2 separate regions of the Sus scrofa genome follow, and region 1 is linked to region 2. A link is a contact called in public HiChIP or PLAC-seq data. All regions are on one chromosome and are shown on one strand. Each heading gives the region's core, a stretch centred on a gene start, on an enhancer-like site or on the middle of the called end of the contact. The rest is flanking DNA. Distances are from core to core; before and after follow the strand shown.

The links. HiChIP or PLAC-seq counts read pairs in DNA pulled down with a chosen protein or histone mark.
Region 1: a contact with region 2 is called in an H3K27ac HiChIP or PLAC-seq map of skeletal muscle. The contact joins two enhancer-like sites. A contact is called at or near these places in 2 of 47 Hi-C or Micro-C datasets (embryonic fibroblasts and retroperitoneal adipose tissue) and 1 of 2 datasets of contacts at active chromatin or transcription factors (skeletal muscle).

The regions. Positions count from the first base shown.
Region 1 is chr15:67,770,319-67,774,004 of Sscrofa11.1, forward strand. No RefSeq gene overlaps it. Among named protein-coding and RNA genes, the nearest start is that of TANK, 200 kb to the right of the region's middle. Within about 2 kb of position 2,418, at least 4 of the 83 cell types and tissues checked have an H3K27ac peak or open chromatin away from gene starts, as enhancers often do. A contact at or near this core is called in skeletal muscle, where this site is marked.
Region 2 is chr15:67,638,161-67,642,129 of Sscrofa11.1, forward strand. No RefSeq gene overlaps it. Among named protein-coding and RNA genes, the nearest start is that of RBMS1, 230 kb to the left of the region's middle. Within about 2 kb of position 1,866, at least 14 of the 83 cell types and tissues checked have an H3K27ac peak or open chromatin away from gene starts, as enhancers often do. A contact at or near this core is called in skeletal muscle, where this site is marked.

The DNA of each region.
Region 1 (3,686 bases), core at 1,168-3,667, 130 kb after region 2:
GCTCCCAGGTGAACTGTGCCCTAGTTTCACATGTTGGTCACCAACTTAATAATGCACTTGAGACTGGCTTTCCCTCCTCCTCCACTTCACTCTTATCAGTACCCTGTCTTGTTCCCTGTGATACTCGCCCCGCATAAACTACCTACATTTAGTCATTGTTTCAGGCTCTGCCTTTTGGAAGAACCCAAAAAATATTACTGTGACAACCTCCAAGAGTATTATTTTGAATATCTAATGAAATAGCCTAGGGCTGGGCCAGAATATTGGAAACAAAAAGGACAAGAACTTAAATATATCTTGATAAAGTTTCTGAAGCCTGAGGATAAAAATAAAATCCCACAAGCTTCCAGGTAGAAAATAACAACAATAGTAATAATGGGTCACCTGGAAAGAAAAAAAAATATCAGACTGGTATTGAAAATCTCATCTGTAACACTAAAAACTAGAAAATACTAATATTTGCAAGGAGGGTGTGATTTTGTGATTCTATAGCCAAACCCCATCTTTGTGTGACAGGAAGAGGTAGGCATTTTCAGCTATGTAGGGATTTCAGAAAGTCCCACAGTAGCAGAGATGCCTAAAAACATCACCTAAGGAAATCTCTAACCAGAGGAAACTGCAAAAATAACTCAAGGAAATGGAATACATGGTGGTCAGTATTGAAATCAGTGAAATGTATAGGTCAATCTAGCTACAAGGATGATGCGTCTTTAACTTTTATACTAGTTAAGAAACATTCTTAAAGTAGAAGATATCTAATATTAAAAACATAAGAGCATCTATTTCATGTGCCCACCTCAGTGCAAGGGACATGGTGAGTATTAAAACCAATTAGTTCTCTTCCTTAACTGTTACCTGTTATCTCTTGTCATCATGAGACATACATACATGCAAAAGAGTGCACATAGTCAAAAAATGACATAGATACAGTTTAAAAAATAGTGATAGAAAGAAATCTGTGTTTCCTCCATCTAGCTTAAGATTTATACCTCACTTTTTCAATATGTTTGATTTTTGTAAAGAAAAATTCTGCTTTTTACAACAGAAAAGTGCTGGGAGTTCCTGCTGTGGCACAGCAGAAAAGAATCCGACTCATAACCATGAGGTTGCAGGTTCCATCCCTGGCCTCGCTCAGTGAATTAAGGATCCGGAGTTACCATAAGCTGTGGTGTAGGTGGCAGATGCAGCTCAGATCTGATGTTGCTGTGGCTGTGGCATAGGCCAGCAGCTGTAGCTCTGATTCGACCCATAAGGGGAACCTCCATATGACGTGGGCCATGGGTGCACCCCTTAAAAAATAAGTAAATAAATAAAAAATAAGAAAGAAAAGTTCTCAGCTGCTTGCTTTAAAAATGTTTGAAATTTTTTATTGTAATTTTACTTACTTTTTTATTTACTCCTTTGAGTAATCAGGCTCTAGATCAAATCCCTGCTACCACCATTAGCTGTGTAAACCAGATCCAGGGACTAGATCTCCTTGAGGCCAAGTTTCCCCTTCGTACAGTGATGACCCAAATCCTCACCTTTCCTGCAGAAGCATCAGTAGGAGCATGGATGGAGGACATAATTACTGTGGAAGATATGGTCCATGATATATAACTACTACTGCTATGGTTTTGCCTAAAATAGTTACAAAAGAGCAGATATGTAAGAGAAGTACCTGGAATAACACCATGCATCCATAGTGCATCTGTTCCCAAAAGCTGATGGGATCACTTCTGCAGAAATGATTGGACAGACCAGTTTTCTCTGCTTAATCTTTCTTTAGTCTTTTTTTTTTTTTTTAAGAAGTATACCAGCGACACATGGATGTTCCTAGGCTAGGGGTCAAATCAGAGCTGTAGACGCCAGCCTATGCCAAAGCCACAGCAACGCCAGATCTGAGCTGTGTCTACAGCCTACACTACAGCTCATGGCAACACCAGATCCTTAGCCCACTGAACAAGGCCAGGGACTGAACTCACATCCTCTTGGACCCTGGGACTAGTCAGGTTTGTTACCACTGTGCCACCATGAGGACTTCTCTTTACTCTTCTTGATTTACATATCCTTTCTTTCTCTTTACTATTAAAAACTGTGCTCATCAGTAATCTATTGATAACCTATTTTGCTCTTTTCCCCCTTTTAAAAATCCCGTAATTGAAGGAATTACCACAAAGTTTGAAAAACTGCTTGGAAGGAGAAGCTAAAATATACAAATGTATCTGTTGCAAGGTGCCAGCAGTAAATTTTCAAAATAGCTCCGAGCAATGGACAGAATTAACTTTCCTTTCCTTCTTCTGGCAGTATGTCTCTGTAGAGTTTGGCAGAGACACTTAACAGAACGGAACAAAACTTTATTCTCTCCTTGTCCTGGCCTGATGCTGTCAGCTCGAGCGTCTTTTGGAATGCCCCGATGCCCTCGGAACGGGCCCTGTGAGCTCACAGGAGGCAGGAACAATGGCCTGCAGACTGCTGAAGTGGGCAGAGCTGCAACCTGGAGCCACACCAGCCCTGCTGGGAAGGAAGCCTATCCGTTTATCAAATTGACAGCAAAGGGAGCAGCTGAAGCACCCTTTGCCAAGGACAGGCATAATGCAGAAAAATACGTCACTGCTGCTAGTGAAGGAATATATTTCTGGTTCAATTGTTGGACCATATCTCTAGTCATCTAAGGTAATGGCCGGTAAAGAATGACCAAGAGTCACATCCTTCAAACAAAGCTGAAAATAGGTTTATCTAAAGTGAGTTATCGGCTTGGAGTCAGACTTGCTGGCTTCATACAAAGAATAGAATGCTGACTAGCATCTAGCATCTTACTTCCATTCCAGAATCTATTAAAAGCCATACCCTAAAAAATACCCACTGTACTGTGGCCTTTTCCTGATCATGAGTCAAGCTTACCCAGTGTCAGTTTAGAACCTCCCTTTTCCTATATGGTAAACAACACTGGCAAGAAGTTCTTACTGTTTAGATAGATTTCAACTCAGTGAATTCTGCAAGATGCCACTGAAGAGGCTATCAGAAGCGTAGTTTACAGCATAATTTTAAGCAGGATGAAAAGAATTTGCACTATTTTGAGCTCCTATAACCAGCATGGGGAAGCCAATATTACTACTAAAATATTGAAGCAGAGGAATGTGTTGTCACTCATCTCCACATTTATGCTTTCCTCAAATCAAATATTTCTGATTTATAGCATCATCACTATTTTGCAATATTATAATGTTACCTGTATTTATGTGATTATTTGATCAACGTTTTCCCCACCGCCAAACTATAAACCCCACGAAGCCAGATCATGCCTCTTTTTGCTCACCTATTACAGTCCCTGGTATGTAGAACATAATCAAAACGTATTTTTTGAATGAGTATTATTTAATAGAATCAATTTTAATGATTTTTATATGATACCCATGATGTGTTAATGATGAAATAACACATGAAGGAACCAGCAATGTAGGCTCAAGTCTTGAGGAGTTAACAGTCTAAGATTGTTCTAGGTAACAGTGTTCTAGGTGGCTAGGCACCCCTACACCCACCCCAGCATTCCAGCTCCATTTCTTTCCCATTGATCACCTTCTAGCATATTGTACAACTCACTTTTTTGGTTGTTTCACTCTCTGCAGTCACTAGAATGTCAAGCACAAGAGCAGTAGTTTTTCTTCTGTTTTGTTCATGAATGTGGTCCCTGTCCCCAATAATTA
Region 2 (3,969 bases), core at 616-3,115:
TACATATTCTTTGATATTGCTTGCTCCAAACTCTTGTTCATTACTGTTGACACCTGATCTTGATTGTTGAGAGCATTTTGAAGACAGACCAAATGTCTTCCTTGACTTCCCACACTTCCTCACTAGTCTTAGGTGTAAGTACCCCAGGAGATTTGACATAGAAGAGACAATGGTAATTTTAGTATGTATCACTCTCAATGTAGAGCATGCAGAGGGGCCAGAGAGGAGCCACTAAATGTATTTATCTGCTATTCTTTTTCTCTATAGTACACTTTCCCTCTCTCCTTTTTTTTTTTTTTTTTTTTTTTTTCCCCTGTACCAACATCATGTGAAATTCCTGGGCCAAGGGCCACAGCAGCCACCTGAGCCACAGCAGTAAAGCAGTAACAACGTCAGATCCTTAACCCACTATGCCACAAAGGAACTCCTCCATAGTACATTTTGTCCTTGGGTTTCTTGGTGGCTCTTTGGTGTCAGATGAAGCAGAGGGCAGATGGAAGTAAAAGCTACATATGTGTCTCAGTTTACAAAGAGGCATTTGCCTTTTCTCCACTTCCTTCCCCTTACATTCCCAGTTGATGAGTTTTGTTACTATGTAGGTTTCAAATCAAGCTAATTGATTTAGTTCTCTGGAAAGTGAAGGTGGAGTGATCTTACAAAGTGAATTAGCAAGGAATACCAATCTGAAAAGTAGGAGGTGACTACTGCCTTAATTGTCTTACTGTGTAACAACAATTTTTTTTTAATATTTCCTGGAAATGTATCAATAATATGAGTAAAATGACTGTTAACAGAAAAGTGAGAAAAACATAAACTGAAATTATAGAATTAGAGAAAGAAAGAATGGAAGAGGAATATATTATTATGTTAGTGCAAAAACAAAGTTTCGATAGCATTTTAAAGTAAATATACTGAAAACACTGTTGTAAATGGCATCAATCTCACTTTTTACCTACTTGGCAACATAAAATAGACAATAATAAATGGAGTTCTGGCTTTTGAGATCAGTTTCTGACACAATATGAAATACTTCTTTTGGTAGATAAAGTCAAGGAGGTCACTGGATATTATTTCCTGGTATACTGTAAACATTTGTGAATGAACTAAGGGCATGCATAATTTTCATAAAATTAAAGCATGTTACTAAAGTACTCAGTATCTAAGAGATATGAATCTGGTACCGAAGGAGTCACTCTGTGCTTCATTAATTCCCTCACTGAATATCCAAGAGCTTGCTCTGTACCTAGAAACAGTCTGGGCACTGGAAGAACTGTGAAGCAGAAATGTGGTTCTGTGATTTTCATGCTCTTCAGATGATGAAAATAATTTTTTCTTTTCCATCTTCACGTTCACTGACACCTTGTAGAGGACAGTTAAACCCAACCGGCAATGAAAGCTGAGTAACATCTGTGGTTCATGTTTTTACTTATTCACAAGTCACTGTTTATCAAATTTATTCAACGACCCTCCCATACCTGACCAGACAAAAGCCCTCTTTGTCTGTCCTAGTGTCTGATCCACGCCAGGATTTTAAAAACAATACCCTGTTTTACTCCAGAGAGATTACAGGTTAGGTTTTAATGACAAAGGATGCACTTTGTGTGCATATTTGAACAGTACCACCTGTTGAAACTTGTAATGTTGTTGCTTGAGACTCTTCAGAATTGTAGATTTAAATTTTCCTCCCATCGCATGAGAGCTGATGTGAGCACTGCCAAAAAAATAATGACCAGATCCTCTGTCCCTGAACTTCAGACATTTCTGAACCCAGCTTCAGGAAGAAACAGCTCTCCACGCCAGCAGCTGAGGCACGTTGTGTCAACAAGATGGAATGTGCCTGATTTCACTTTGCAGTGCACACTGGAACCCAAACCACAGCAGGATGACTGTTTGACGTGTGCAGGAGTTACTTGGGAATAGTGGCAGCACCCTAGCAATGTGCCTAGATGGGAAACAGCTGTCAGATTTGAAGCCACTGTTTGACACAGCCATTCTAGACGTGCCCAGTGCCTCCTCTTGCTCAGTTCCCGTTGGTTAATGAGAACAAGGGATGAAATCCTTTTTTCTTCAAAAAATGATTACCTGGATAGAGATTTTCTGAGCAGGGTTCAAGAAAAAAGAACATCGATGATTAAAGCTTATACAGGAAAATCCAGTAGTTTGGCCCTGGGAAAGTGGCATTCACCATAAATCTACAGTGATCCTGGTGTGGGGATTGCCTTTGGAATTCTGACTGTTCTGGCAGAGGGAGAGACATAGGCTGAGGTTGTTCCTTTATTCAATCTGTCTGTCTTGCTCCCACCGGCTGGCTCAGAAAACATAGGTCTAACTAATTTCAAGGGACGTGGCTTGTACTCCTTCTGTTCATAATTGACCATTCCATGGGAAATAAGGAGGAGATAATGGAAACTAGTGGAGCCAACCAGAGTGATAAACACTGAAAAGGGTAAAAAGTCATTTGATTTATCTTAAATCAATGAGAAAATGAATAGAAAAAACAGATGTCATTAATTCTTCTTTCAGATCTCTCATGGTAATAGAGATAAGAAAGACGTGAAGCTCAAAACATTGTGTTATCTATCTATCTATCTATCTATCTATCTCTCTCTCTCTCTCTCTCTCTATCTATCTATCTATCTATCTATCTATCTATCTATCTATCTACCACTTTGAATTCTGTTCCATGATTCACTTTGTCAGATCCCAAAGACTTCTTTGCCTTTGAATTTAAACAAGAGCAAATTTCCATTCATTTTCCCATATTTTTGAGCATTTTAAATGATAGCTGAGTTATGAGTCATTGCCAAGCTCTTCAGCATCATTGTACCAAGAGCACATAACATGTTTTCTACCTGTCGCTGTAAATTATTGCCTGCGTGTAGAACTCCAGGAACGATTTGGCTTCCTGCCCACACAAATGACTTCTCATCGTTCAGGTTTCAATTTAATGCCAGAATGTACTGTAAGATGTATGTTCAATGCTACAAATGAGTTGCATGTGCATTTCCATTTCAGAAAACCTGGCCTGAATTTTAAAAGAAAGCATTTGGGATCTATTGTATTAGAAGTGCTTCTGAGCTAAGTGCATTCTACATGCATTGTAATACTGTCGTATCAAAAATAGTGCTAGACTTTGGGTGCTACACCAAATTTTTAAAACAAACAAAAAAGACAAATGATGTTTTCAGTTTTTGATCTTGTTTTTCCAGATAACTAAAAGATACATTGTATTTTCTTTCTTCAGTTATCTTTGCTTTTTTAAATTTTAGTTGGCTTTCTCTCATCTTCTGACCACCACCAGCCTACCAAGTGAAAGCAACTTGAAGAGAAAAATATCTTAAATTGAAAGTTAAGGATTTAGAAACATGTGTTGTATAGGCAGAATCAACTCCAGCACTAATCAGAAAGATACTTTTAGACTTCCTTACTTCTTGTTAGTGATTACACTGATAGATGAAGATATATAGGAAATAAATTAGAGTGCAATCCAAATTTAACAAATTAAAAATACTGTCAATTGAAATGTCTTTTTGTAAGGGCAGCAAGAAGCATTTAATCCGGCATGAGCATGCTGGCAAAAAGGTCAAAGGACTTAACAAAGATAATAAAGTAATAATAAAGATTGTCCACAAAAAGAGCTTCAAAACACAAGATAAATGGGAAAAAGGAGTGTTCTGAAATGATTGAAAACAAGGAATGTTTCATGTTGCTTTACATTAGCAAAAATATATACAGCATTTTATGGACCAAAAATATACTTGTAAAGAGGATTAGGGCATTCTCCTTCACTGTCACCATGCCCCTTCTGTAAAAGCCATCATCTCCTTCTGACACATAATCACACAGGTAATAAATATTACATATGCCAATATGTTTTAACGGATTCCCTTTCACTCAGCTGTAGAACAAAACCAATAAAATGAAAGAGCTTATAAGACACCACTTCTTAAATAGAGAAAAAATAAAATA